2 separate regions of the Danio rerio genome follow, and region 2 is linked to region 1. The links are chromatin contacts, called in public Micro-C maps. All regions are on one chromosome and are shown on one strand. Each heading gives the region's core, a stretch centred on a gene start, on an enhancer-like site or on the middle of the called end of the contact. The rest is flanking DNA. Distances are from core to core; before and after follow the strand shown. Region 1 overlaps mycbp2 (MYC binding protein 2). Region 2 holds the start of mycbp2 (MYC binding protein 2).

What was found. A called contact is a pair of places that touch in the nucleus more often than the background predicts.
Region 2: a contact with region 1 is called in a Micro-C map of caudal fin, with 6 times the contacts expected there. The contact joins the promoter of mycbp2 here to the enhancer-like site in region 1. A contact is called at or near these places in 3 of 18 Hi-C or Micro-C datasets (caudal fin, hematopoietic stem cells and an unstated tissue) and 3 of 4 datasets of contacts at active chromatin or transcription factors (caudal fin, embryo and gastrula embryo).

The regions. Positions count from the first base shown.
Region 1 is chr9:18,774,863-18,781,970 of GRCz12tu, reverse strand. It overlaps mycbp2 (MYC binding protein 2), which reads left to right. Exons shown (of 82, transcript NM_001012247.2): 35 at 4,531-4,737. Among named protein-coding and RNA genes, the nearest start is that of mycbp2, 140 kb to the left of the region's middle. Within about 2 kb of position 3,695, at least 9 of the 62 cell types and tissues checked have an H3K27ac peak or open chromatin away from gene starts, as enhancers often do. A contact at or near this core is called in caudal fin, where this site is marked.
Region 2 is chr9:18,914,008-18,921,683 of GRCz12tu, reverse strand. mycbp2 (MYC binding protein 2) reads left to right here and starts at 4,533. Exons shown (of 82, transcript NM_001012247.2): 1 at 4,533-5,206. The coding sequence starts at 4,932.

The DNA of each region.
Region 1 (7,108 bases), core at 2,446-4,945:
TTAGAGGGACAAATCTCCTACTTCGCCACACACATACACACTCTCTCTCTTCCTCGTCTTTGTCTGCAGAGCATTCGCCTGCTGCTCTAATTGCATTACAGCTACCGACCGGCCATAAATAGATTTTAGATGCTGGAAGAGAAAATATGCCACTGTTTCATCAGATCTTCATGGACAGGCCTTCACAGAATCGGAAATTTTTTATTCAATGCAAAAACTTTAAATTATGTTGAGTATATAATGTAAGAACATATTATGAAATATTTGAAATAAATGAAATAAATTAAGATTTAAGTCAAAACCCACTATCCAGTAAACATACTTTTTTAGTCGGTAATGCACATGTAAATGACTAGTGTTTGCTGTAGATACCAATATAATTTTATTCTAACAAGTCTATATTTATGTCAGAAGTTTCTAAATCACCTAAAAAAATCTTTTTTTAATTTTAAAAATAACTAAACCTTATATTTAACCATAAATGTAGCCATTATGGATGGCAAGAAAGAAAAGAAAAAATACTGTTAATTAATAATAATAATAATAATAATAATAATTCCTTACATTTATATAGCACTTTCCTGGGTTTTCTTTACACATTGTGGGGAATTTCCTCATCCACCACCAGTGTGCAGCATCCACCTGGATAATGTGACAGCAGCCATTTTGTGCCACAACGCACACCACACACCAGCTGTTTTGTGGAGAGGAGACAGAGTGATGGAGTCGTTTATGATATGGGGATGGTTAGGAGGTCATAATCGACAGAGGCCAGTTGGCAAATTTGGCCAAGATGCCCAGGTAAAGCCCCTACTCTTTTTCGAAGAACATCCTGGGATTTTTAATGACTACAGAGAGTCAGGACCTCAGTTTAACGTCTCATCCAAAAGACGATGCTCACTGATCAGTATCGAGTCCCTGTCACTATACTGGGGCATTAGGACCAACACAGACTGCTGGTTGGGCACCCCCTGCTGGCCTCATTAACACCACTTCCGGCAGCAACCTAGCTTTCCCATGTGGTCTCCCATCCAGGTACTGACTGGGCGCAGCCCTGCTTCGCTTCAGTGGCCGACCATGTGAGGGTTGCAGAGAGCTAGTTGTCGGCAGATTTGGACAATTCTTCTGACCAAAATATCAAACAAGTCTAAGCATTTTATGACATAGCTTTATGTTATTTTTCTATTTTACTTTAATTTTCCTAGTCCAAGGTTTACATCTTAAAATTAGTAATTAGTCATGCTACCGAGTGTGCATAAGGACATGGGGGAGGCTGTTTGTCAGCAGAGACTGTAGTGCTACACAAGAGACTGAGGGATATTGTACACAGAGTTATTCTGTACTCATATTTACAGTTTCAAGTGAGTCAAACAAAACAATTCATCTTCATCATAGGTAAAAACTCACTTCAGATTGCTAACCTGATCTCACTGCGAGCATTCCAATCAGTGCTTCCCTCACAGTGTCATTACTACATGTGACGAGATGTGATAAAAGGTATCTTTTTCATGTTAAAAGGAGTCTTGTGACCACATTGCACAAAATCTCTATTTTAGAAACGGTAGTAGTGACAGAAAAACTGCAAATGCAAATGGTAAATTCTACCAATGTGAGTTTAAATACCACATAAGTGACATTTTTTGCCATACTGAAAGTGGAAGCAGATAATTTACCTTAGATCTTAAAAAAACTAACTAGCAAACAGTTTGAATATAAACTCTCAATGCAAACCAGCAACATCAGTCACTCAGTTGCTTATGTACTTTTAACAATGTTAAAGGAGTTTAATATGTATTGATTATAAACCTTACCATTTGATTGGGAGTGCAGTGCACTAATCTGTGCTTCTGAAGTGCTATAGTTAAATTTGTCACATTGCGTCTTGTTTGGTGCCAAATCGTTTGCCACTGTAATCTTGTCATGTCATGTGCAGCACTATGCACAGTTTTAAAGGTGCTGAATGTACATTTTTGACTAATCTAAAGCATATAGCGTATGCTTAGCGTATGTTTGCAGATATTTAAAAAACATGCCAAGTGCACATACTTTTTTAACTGAAAAACAGTGCTGAAGTCAGATATTCTGCTTTGAAAATGTGTTTTCCATGCCAGAACGCTGTCTTTGTTTTGGTCATTTTAACCTGCCCAATGCCAGTTTAGCCAATTATATTTCAGCACCCCGGGTTGTCTTGGTGAAAAACCACGTATTTCATTCATTCAGTCATGAAGGCTCTCAAAGTATGCGTCCGTGACCGAAATGCAACCTCCGGTGAACAGTAGCAGACTCCGACGAGATGCAGATTCAGTTCCACATGAGGTTATTAATTAGCAAATGATACAAATATAATGAACGTAAACATTAGGTGAGCAGGTTATGTTGTAACTCTGTGTCCTAACAACACGCTACTTGACGAGATTTGTAGTGAAAAGCTATTTGGCTGTTTGCACACACAGAAATTTAAATATTTTTTATTTTAGGTTTATAGTCTATTTGATACATATTAAACCTCTTTAACTTTATTAAATGTAGATGCTGAATCACTGATATGCGTTTAGTTCTATATTTCAGTTTCAAATAGTTTATTTTATTTTCAAAATCTGAGGTAAATCTCCTGCTGCTTTCAGTAGTATGGTAATAAATGTCATGTAAAATGGCATTTAAACTCACATTATTAGTATTTAACACTAAATAAAGCACATGATCTGTACCTGAAGGTGATCATTGTCAGTTTTCTGTTGTTCACCTGTGGGAAATAGAAGCCGTTTCTAATATATGAATTGGAGGTGTTGGTTATGACAAAAACTCCTTTTAATATGAAAAATATTCCTTCTATCGGGTGCTGTTGCTTTTATTTAGAACACAGTTTAAATCACTCGCTCCTGTCCTCAATGTGGCAACCTGCGCTTGCGTTTGTTTTGATCCAGGAGTGCAATAACTACTTCAACCACTGGGTTTCACTTTACATACTGCACCTTTAAACACTTTGTCAGTCTTATAAGCAGCATCTTGTTTGGGCTTATGAACTTCATGAGTTTGCTATGCTTATTTACACATTGCTGAATACACGGATTAAAACGAAAATGTTATTATGATTGACAGTATATTCTGCGTAAACGCTATATTCTGTCATGACACCTATAGCCATAAACGTACATGTCATTTTTGACAATTGGATCCCATACTGGTGCACCCATAGTTTAGCCTGTGAGTACCATGGTCTGGAGAAATTTACCTGCACTTAATATTTATGCGTTTTGTAATCTGATCAATTAGATTGTTACATATTGACATCTTTAAACTTATGGAATTCTGTTAATTAATTAATAATTAAAAGTGTGTATTCCATCTGTATTCCATCAGCTGTATGAAGCTGAGTCACGAACGCAAGTGTGTCTTCCACAGGACCACAACAGTCTACTGCAGTCCTTCTCTCTTTGACAGCTCGGGTGAAAAGGCTGTTGGCTTGTTGCCATGGCAACTGGTCTGTCATGCTATATGAGAGTACGTTACAGAGAGTGTTATTGTGGCTGATCTACTTCTCTTTAACATTGTCCATTTTCAGATTGGAAAAATAAAGTGTTTATTGGCTAGAGTTGAGAAAACGGCATCCTGTTTTTGCTGTTTGTTATAGCACAGGAAACGCATGAATTTAGGTGATGGTTGTCATGGAGGCTCCTGTTCAATAACAAAAAACATCCTCCTTCATTTACTTTTATTTGGCCTACTGCCACCTGCTGGGAAAAAAGTGGCTCTACAGTACATCTTAAAGCAATAGTTCACCCAAGAATGAAAGTTTACTCGCACTCAAGTGGTTCCAAAACTATAGGAGTTTCACAAAAGACTATATTTTGAAGAAAGCATTTCTTTTTTTATATGTGTATTTTAGTTTTAGTTTGAATAAACATAATTTAGCAGAACACCATACGTATATAAAAATTTTAGAAGCATAAAAGAACAGTTTGAACAAACACTGCACTTAAAATCATACTAATGCACCCTAAAAATATAGATGCGTGAACAATTTAGACAAGTTTGGTCATATTAAAGAAAAATGTATTGTTAAAATGTGTAATTTTCATACATTTTTATGCTTATATAAATGGAACATATGACAGACAGACAGACAGACAGACAGACAGACAGACAGACAGACAGACAGACAGACAGACAGACAGACAGACAGACAGACAGACAGACAGACAGACAGACAGACAGATAGATAGATAGATAGATAGAATAGAATAGAACATGTTTTATAATATGCTCTTGACTAGTGTTATAGACATGCGATGTGCACAAAGCTCCATCTACAGGTAAAGTAATTCCCTAAACAGCTGCACTATAGGTTTTCCATCACATTAGTCGTCACATCTATTAGTTTTTCAGAAGTGGTTTTTAGTTTTATTTATTTTTATTGATATTTTGGTGTGCTATTTATTGTTTTAATAAGACACAAGAATGCATCAATATGATCTTAAAGTCAATTCTTGACTGCAGTTTTTTTTTTACTTTGTGAATGTTGTTGTTCAGGTGGATGGTTTGAACTCCCTGCACTCTGTGAAAGCCACCCCCAACCGCTTCACCAAAACCAGCCAGGGACGCAGCTGGAACACTGGGAATGGCTCCCCCGATGCCATCTGCTTCACCGTGGACAAGCCAGGGGTGGTGCTGGTGGGTTTCTGTGTGTACGGCGGAGGAGGCATTCATGAGTATGAGCTGGAGGTGCTCGCTGATGATGTAAGTCTGTATTCATCAGCTCATGTCACACGAGAGCTACACATCTAGCAATTTGCACACAGACTTTTAATTTTCAGACATCCAGCCCAACGGCTTCTGGTGAACTTTCCATTACAAAATTGGCATGTTTAAGATTTGTTTTCTTTAAAAATAAGTGATCTTCACTGCCTGATTGGTATACAATGTAAAGTGGGTCTCAGACAGTACAAGAAGCACAGTGTTTAATTATATTTTCCCCGCCATCTCTATAAAAAATGACAGTTTATTTTACCCCAGTATTTTTAATGGAGTTTCTGCAGTCGCCTGTATTTAATATTGTTCTATAACATATACATTTGAGCGTACTAGATTTTGGACTGTTATCATAAGTTATTTTGTTATATAAGGTTCAGATTTGGCTTGAGTACTGGCCAATGTATATTTACAAATATAATATTCAGGGTCCCCGCGGGGTCTTAAAAAGTGTTAAAAAGTCTTAAATTAAAAAATCGAAATTTATGGCTTTAAAAAGTCTTAAATTCGCTGTTCTAGGTCTTAAATATTTTTGCACAGGTCTTATTTTTGCGATGTCCATGTAACGCTACATCTAATGCTCATTTAAATTCTTTTTGTTGTTGTTGCTAGGTTTTTAGGGTTTTGTTTTATTTCACTAGTCCAATTGTAATTTGCGGTATTTACAACTACAAAAAGGTCAACTTGCAATAGCCAATCAGCTTTCTGATATTAAACTCAGTAAGCGCGGCGAATGTGACATCATCTCTGTGTTTGTGGAAGTTTGCTTTGAGTGCACGTAACATAAATTCGGCTGGCAGAGTGTCTCGTTATTTCACTGACAAATGTCGCAAGCGCAGTCATAAGCGCTGTAATACGAGAGAGCGAATCTCTGCTCACGCGCCGATTTCCTTTGTTTATGCACAAAACTGCTTGCGAGCTCTCAAAACGCTGGCTGCTCACGTGCGAATGATCTGCTCTCGCTCCATCGGACTCCTTTAGTGCTTTTGCTCTTCAGAGATGCTTCAGCATACTGTAGTATTAAGAATAGTGAACTGATAAAATGAAATACAGTGTAGTTTTACTACAGTAAAGTGTGTTGAATTGTAGAAAAATATACCCTATATTGTAAAAAAAAAAAAAAAACTAAAGCACTGGGTAGTTTGTTTTTAATACACTTGTTGTGTTACCATAGCAACTATAGTATTACCACAACAGAGTAATTGAAGTACTTTACTGTACTTTAAAAAAACACTGTACAGCAGACACTAGTTCACTTTATTTTAGTGATAAAATGAGATTGATAGTGGGATTTATTTGAAGAGTGAATAGTACAGTAGGCTATAATACCTAATCAAGTTTTTACCTATTTTCTATCACAGTTACATTTCTGCTTGCCAGAATGACCAATAATTATTGGCTAGAAATTGCAACAGCCATGGGAAAGGAGAAAAGTTTTTTTAAAACTTAGGAAAAACCTGAGGGATAAATTTGTTAAAACAACAAAAAAGAGGCCCCCCAAAAACATCTTTAATGATAATGATTTTTTTTTATTCGTCTGATTTTACTTTCCATTTTTTTGGACCACCCCGTCATTTAAAAAAAATATCTCAATTGTTAATGTGTCAAGTATTAAAGCCTTAATCCGTTTAGTGAGTTGTGCGATGCGGTGCTAGGTGAAAGTATAAATCTGCATTAAGATGTTTGTTTTTTCTGTAGTTCAATGGTGCATTTAACCTGACTTTAGTACTGTTCAATTTAAATAACTTTATTTTACCCCTAATTTTGTGCTTTTACATTTTCTCTCTCGCGTGTTTTTGATATTGCGATATAGGTCTTAAATTTAATACTTAATGGTCTTAAAAAGGTCGTAAAAGGTCTTAAATTTGACATTATGATATCTGCAGACACCCTGATATTGTAGAGCTTTCTAAAAATATAACTTTAATTTTTGAGGCGTGTACTTGTATATACATGGGGACACAAGCATTTAGTTTGGGCTAGCTTTTGCAGATAAACATTGCTTTACAATGCCCTTGATGGGTGAGTGGGGGAGTGTCTTTTGTCTCTCAAGGTGTGAATTATTCATGACTCACTCACGCATACAGCTGAGATCACCCAAATCAATCTTAACAGATTGTAAATCATCGTAATGTTTTCTGTGAATGAGAGAACAGAATAATTTTCACATAATTGCGAAGTAAATATCGTAACCTATAAGACTATATACAGTTTTTTCTTTAAAATTTACCAACCACGCATATTTTTTTTTCTAAAAAACGCAATCATGTAAATCAATATTTCTTACATATTATTGTAGCACAGTATGTGCTGAATACAAAAAAAAATACATGTTGGTCAGTACTATGTAAAAAGCAGC
Region 2 (7,676 bases), core at 3,284-5,783, 140 kb before region 1:
AATATGTTATATGTATGTCAAACTGATCTAAACTCAGTATAAATGACACTACGAAAAACAGTAGGCTTACAGATCGACACAGATCAAAAGGGTTATATTTAAATACGCTATTAAAATAAATGTGACTTTAAAAACCTCGAAAGATATTTTTAGAATTAATCAAATGTTGTAATAATACTTTTTGCTTTTTGTATTTACCCATAAATTAAACTTTTCTATACCTACTATTCTTAATTTTACCTTATTAGGCTAACAATGAGGGGAAAAAGTGTGTGCTTTATGTAAATAGCCTATAATTTTAGGAAGTTAAATTGTTTAGGTAAATAGTTTATTTTATTTATTTTTTGTTATACCCTATTTAAGAACCATGACATTGTACATACAATAGATCTACTTAGCACGAACAATTAGTGTGTGATTATTACCTTGAAAAAGGTGTGACTGCGTGGTTAATTCTTGTCCGAATTTCTTCAACTGATCGATAAAGCTTACAGCGCCTTCTATCGGGGAAAATGATCACTGCACGATTGTTCTGGGAATAATTTGCATTAATACATCCCACAAACTTTTTAAGACACACAATCCTCCAAGTCGGTAAGCTAGGTTTCGAAGTGGAAGGGACTTTTGCATGTTGACCTTAATCTTAAAGGGACATTTCACCCAAAAATTATAATGTGCTCACTATTCACTCACCCTCAAGTGGTTCCAAACCTAGTTTTTTTCTTAGTTGAACATAAAAATAAATATTTTGCAGAAAGCAGAAAACCTGTAACCCTTGAACTTCATAGCAGAAACATACAATGAAAGTCTATGGGTACAGGTTTTTAGCATTCTTCAAAATATCTCCATATGTGTTTAAAAGAGCAAAGATCTCATAAATGTTTAAGTAAGTAAAAGGTGAGACAGAATTGTAATTTTTGACTGAACTATACCTTTATTTAATAAATTGTTTATTGTTACCACTAATATTTGTGAAATACACTATTGTCAGTTGTGTACACTATTTATTAACTATATGTAGGCCGCAGCCTAGACCGTGTGTCCTGAAACGTGTGTTGGTCTGCAGGTTTGCAGCTGGATATTATTGCTGTTCCATGAAAAGCTATTCTAGTGCATATAAGTTTTCCATTCGTTGTCTTTTTAGCTTAGTCCCTTCCCTTTTAATAATCAGGGGTCCCCACAGCAGAATGAACCACTAACTTATCCAGCATATGTTTTACTCAGCAGATGCCCTTCAACCGAACACTGGGAAACACCCACACACTCTTGCATTTACACACATACTTACGGCCAATTTAGCTTATTCAATTCACCTATACCTGTGGAGAAACCCACGTGTGAACAGAAAGGACCTGACCCAGCCGGGGCTCAAACAGCGACCTTCTTGCTATGAGTCAATCGTGCTATCCATGGCCACATGTTTTCATATATTTAAAATGTTCTTGGAACAAAAATTTAATTTGGAATTGGTTATAAAGGAACATATTCCTTTCAAATGATTAAATTGTTTTATTATCATAAAATTGTATGAATTTGTGATATTTATGTTCAAGGGTTGATTGCAGTAGAAACTGACAGCAGCGTAATGATGAAAAAAGACAGATCACCGCTAGATGGCGCAATATGTTTAAAAGAAAGTTTCCAGTTTGTCTCATATTTGCATACTAATTCATTGATTTACCGCTGTCTTACTTTTCAATTAAAAAATAAATTGATCTATTTTCTCTCTGTATTCAAAATAATTGTGATCGGTACTTTAATTTTGCAGGTTTTATGCATATTCCTTTGTTATATTGTGCATATTGTCAAGACCCCTATCCATTTTCTATTTAAGAGATTTGTTTTGGGTAGAAATGGACTACCTGCACAAGTGAAGGCGTCCGATGAGTCTCACATCGATTACAATCACATGCTAATTGAGATTCATTGCAAAAAAAAGGACTTCACTGATGCTGACACCACTCTAACTATTGACTGTCTCTGTGACAGTGAAGGGAGGAGGAAAAATGGCATCTCTCATTGGAGCACTGTCTGAAGCAATTTTTGTCACTTTACATTTTCTCACTCTCCCCGTTTTATGTACATACAGTATATTCACACGCTTCATTTTGTCTCACTCACTAATAGATAATATTGGTAGTGCAATATGCAAATATAATAATAATATAATACATTTTAATATAATATAGTATGATATAATATAACACGTATAATATAATATAATACATAAAATATAATATATATATAATACATAATATATATATAATACATATAATATAATATAGTTCATTTTCTTGTAGGCTTAGTCCCTTTATTTATCCGTGGTCGCCACAGCGGAATGAACCACCAACTTATCCAGCACATTTTTATGCAGCGCAACCCATCTCTGGGAAACATCACACACACACCCATACACTACGGACAATTTAGCTTACCTAATTCACTGTACTGCATGTCTTTCAATTGTGATGGAGACCCACGCGAACGCAGGGAGAACATGCAAACTCCACACAGAAACATCAACTGAGCCGAGGCTCGAACCAGCGACCCAGCGACCCAGTGACCTTCTTACTGTGAGGCGACAGCACTACCTACTGCGCCACTGCTTCGCCCATATAATATAATATAATATAATATAATATGATATAATATAATATAATAAATGTACCAAAAATATATCAATATAAATCAATCAATATTTATATTTTATTTTTAGTCTATATATTTACATTGATGCATTACCACTGTCTTAAGAAACTTTATACTTTAAGGAATTTATGTTTTGGATTCAAAAGTTTCACTACTGTCTAAAAACTACAAACAAAGTATGGGTTGATTCATTCATTTTCTTTTTGGTCTATTCCCTTTATTAATCTGTAGTCACCACAGCGGAATCAACTGCCAACTTATTCAGCATATGTTTTAAGCAGCGGATGCCCTTCCAGCCGCAACTGGGAAACCCATACACACTCATTCCCACACATACATACACTATGGACAATTTAGCCTACCCAATTTGCCTGTACCGCATGTTTTTGGACTGTGGGAGAAACCGGAGTATTGGTAAAATATTGCAAAACAAATGTACAAATTGCTACATTTCAACAAAATTGGGTGTATTTTTGTTTGTCTTGATTTATGCTATTTTTGAAAATTAGGTTTAATATTTTTCCCTAACATAAATTTGGGCTACTCATTTTTGAACCATTATTGTAAGTTATTTGGTTAGATTAGCTCTAGATTTGGCTTCAGTACTGACTAAACTAAACTAATACAAAATGTGAAAAGTCAAATGCTTAATGCACTGACAAATATTTAAACAATATCTTTTATATGTTTTACTTTTATATGTTTTTATTACTTTTATTATTTTTGACAAGTTTACTGGCCGTTCTTTAAGGATACTATATGCCTTGTAAATTTAAAATGTATTGAATGTAGTGTAGTAAATTATATTACATACGTATTCATATGCAGTATTTTTATAAAATGCAAATGATATAAAGAAACATTATCATAGCTACTTTAAACTTAGAGAACTTTAATTTTGTTAATATTTTATTCCCTTCAAATATTTTTAATTTATTATAATTTAAAAAAATGTATTATACATTAAATGTATTCAGATTTTTCTATTTTATTTTGGAGTGATAAATAATTTTTGATTTCTTCATGTTTACCTTTGCTCTCCAAGGTTACATCCTTAGTTCTATTGTAGTAAAGGTCGCTGGTAAGGGCGATTAAGTGGTAATCCTATACCAGAAACAGTAGGCCTATGCCAGATAACATGCAGAAACATAATCTGTGGAAACACTTTCTAACAACCAGTTTATAGTTTGAGCATGTTGGTTAAAATAATAGAGTTATTTTGGGATATCATTAATATTAGTTTATTTTCGGACAGTTCACCCAAACTGTTAATTTTATAATCTCAGTCTAATGTTTTACAAAACCCATAACCATGAACAATAACATTTTGTTATCCAATTAGCATGATAGTACGCTAAATAATAAAAAAAAAAAAAAAAAAAATGATGGGTGAAGTACATGGCTAAAAATTCAGTGACAACATAAGATTATCTCAGAAAAGAGCTATTAAAAAATAGGCCTATTGCTCAAATAAAATATTAACGCTTAACCAGAGCTTACAAAACAGGAGAAATATTACAATATACTCATACATTCATATTAGCCTGTATGGCATAATAACCATACATATTTAATGTATGTAAGATTTAGCATAAAATAACCGCGCTGGTTGTGTTTACATAATCCTGCAATAAATTCGAATTCTTCAGTGAGAATAAACAAACGATAAAGCAATTAAACCGCTTCTGAAGGCGTTATACTCGGCCGCTTCGTTACTACAGCAGTCGCGTTTCAAATTCTACCGAGTCCCCTTCCAAGAGAGCACTGGTATGCGCGTTCGCGAACTACGTTCAAACGGCCAAATGGTATCTAGGTAGAACGCGTGCTGCGCTTTGAAACGCAGCCCTTGTGTGCTGTGGATGGGAATGTATCCCAGCATGCTTGACAGTCAGCGACATGAACAGGGAAGGATGATGAAGCTAAGATGGCAGCGCTACTAGGGGTGCTGTCTTTACGGGGTCAAGAAAAACAGCAGGAATAAACGCAGAGCACGGACGTCAGCTCGCGCATTTGAGTTATTTCACTTCGGCCAATTGAACGTGGTTGGATCGCCTGCAATCGGGGAAATAACGGTTGATTCGGCCGATCCGGCGCAGGAAGGGACGCGTATTTCGCAGTCGCAGCAGAGCGGCTAACCGTAAACGTCGTTTCAATCGGGGATACTCGGATGTAATTCGCCGGGCGTTTTGCGGGTTTGCGGAGAGGATTTATGGAGTGCGACTGGGACTTTTAGCTCTGTTGATTGACAGTGTAATCTAATATATGCGTTGTTCCCCTAAACGATGATGTGTGCTGCTGCGGCAGCGGGTGCCGGTGGAAGCGGGATTCTGTCCTCCTCATCCCACTCCATGGGGCTGGGTGTCAGGGTCATCCCCGGAGCTGGAAACGATTTCGCACCGATCGGATCAGGGATGGGCTCCTGTCCCGTTGTAGGGGCCCGCTCGGATTGTCGGAGCCGCTACCAGCTTCTTCTCTCAGGGCGAGCACTGGCGGAGCGGTACCGGAGGATTTACACCACCGCGATCAACGACAAAGAGCAGGGGCTCAACCTCGGCAGGTGGGTCTGATTTACCGGCTCGGTTCTGGACGAGAAACAGGGTGCGATGGCGTGCAGCTGGATCTGTTTGTAAACAAAACCCATTGGGTTATACATGAGCGGCTCGTTTGAGCCCAAACAGCAGTAGTTGTTAGCATGCTGCTAACTTCCTTAGCGAGATCGCATTAGCTAGCGCAGCTTAAACATTCGTTTCATTTTATCCAGGTCAACGGAAAAGCTCAGTTTGTGTCTCTTTTCATTTGTGTACCCTTTAAAAACAGCTTCGCCGCGCTGTCATAGACAGCAATGTTATTCTAAAGCTGCTTTCAAAACCAGATCGATACCTATAGCTGTTAACCAGCTGCTTTGACTCGTAGCGAAGTTGTGCTAATAGGACGTGGCTAAATGAATTTGTGATTATAGCTACACTGGCTTTAATATGTTCCACAAAAAGGAAGCCTAAAACCTAATAAATCAATTGTATTTACTTTAATACTCGCGTAAATATTGCCATACTACTGGCAAATTGTATATTTCAGCCGCCCTTAATAAATTGCATTGTTTTACCTGATTGATATTAATAACCAGCTACTTTATATTATGAAACTGTTACCAATTCAACGATATCATACATGTAGTATGGCATATTCAGAACAGCAGTCGTGTGTCTCATTAATGCGAAGGGCTGGGTTCTGTTTTGCCTGACGTCACCCTGCTGTAGAGAGAGACACACACACACACAAACTTGACTTGATTTACCTCAGGTCAATTTGTTATTTGTGATCTTACTGTACAAATCATTACAGTTTATTTTCATGTTCTTTGACAGTGTCTTAAATAGTCGTTTTCAGTTACATTTGCAGAAAGAATACATTATTTTACAAAAGTCTATTTTGCATTTTATTCAGCTATATTTAGAAATTGGAGCATTTCTTTCTTATTAATTGCATATTTATCAGATTCAATAAATAAAGCAAACTCATTAGTAAGATTTAGAGATGTCAAGTTTTTTTTTAATGTGCATGAAATCACCAAAACAATTCGTTTTTTTTTTGTTTTAAAAACAAAAAGGACTTCATGACCAGAGTTTTGTTAAAATATTTTGATATTTTACATTTTTTCTAGTATTAGATTTTGCAAAAACATTCTAATTACTGTATTGTTATTTGATTTTTCTGCTATTTAATTATCAGGATTTATGTATTTGACCAAAACATTCCTGCTTGGTTATATTCAGCTGCTAATGAAATTAAACAGTAGATTAGGATTCCTAATTTACAGTTATAAAATATTTAATGCAAAAATCAAACATTGTATTTAAGGCTTTCATAGTGTACACTGATGCCATCCACTTATGATATCACCAGCGTTGATAGCATGCAAAGTGCTCTGAACCGTTCAACGCCCCTCCCAACCTTCAGGCCCTTCATCACAAACAGCCTCTGTGCTTTCACTTTTCGCTGCAAATAATCAGCTACTGTTGTTCTATTGTTTACTGCTCTACACAAACACTTCAACACGGTTCCAACATAAGGTTCTAATATAACAGCACCTTCGCACGGCTCTTCTGCTGAAAATTAAATTAGGATCGCCCGCTGTAGGGTTTGGGCTATTTACAAATGCTCATGTTTCACATACAGTGTCATTTTACAGTGTTTAGGCATATTTAAATAGATGTAGGAAGACCAACAATTGCTTTATTGATATTTAACATTTGCTGGTTGAGCTCAAGTCACTTTACTGTAAAATACATGCTTATTAAAAATGCATGTTGAAACCACAAGTTACAAGGATGAATACATGTTCAGCTGAGCTATTAAGATATGTGACATATGACATATATAATGCCCTATCATTCACCCGGCGCAATGTGGCGGGAGGCACGACGCAGTTGTTGTGTGCTAGTTTCAACTTTGCGCAAGAGTTGTTTTGACGTTTTGCGGCATGCTGTTTAAATAGCAAATGCATTTGCGCCCATATTTGCGCCCATAGGCATTCTGGTCTAAAAAGGAAGACGTGTTGAGGCGCATTGCTGGCGTCTTGCTATTTTGAGAAACTATAATGTACTTTTCAATAGACCAGAACAAAGCCGGTCTATTGTCCAGCACAGAGCGCGTTAGTTGTGCACCTCGCTTACACATTGCTTATTACATACAAGATGTAAAGCAATACGCAAATATCTTTACATATGAAAAATAATTAAGATATTAATGATATATATATATATATATATATATATATATATATATATATATATATATATATATATATATATATATATATATATACATATATACACACACACACACACACACACACACACACAACAGATCTGTCTAGTTCTCAAATTTTATTGACTGATAGCCATGATATATTTAAGTAATATCAGCACCCGTACAGCCTCTTTACCCGTTGTGTATTACTCCACCCACATACAGCCAGCAAAAAGCAGACACTACAGATCCAAAGTTTAAAAGATGCTTGCTCAGCT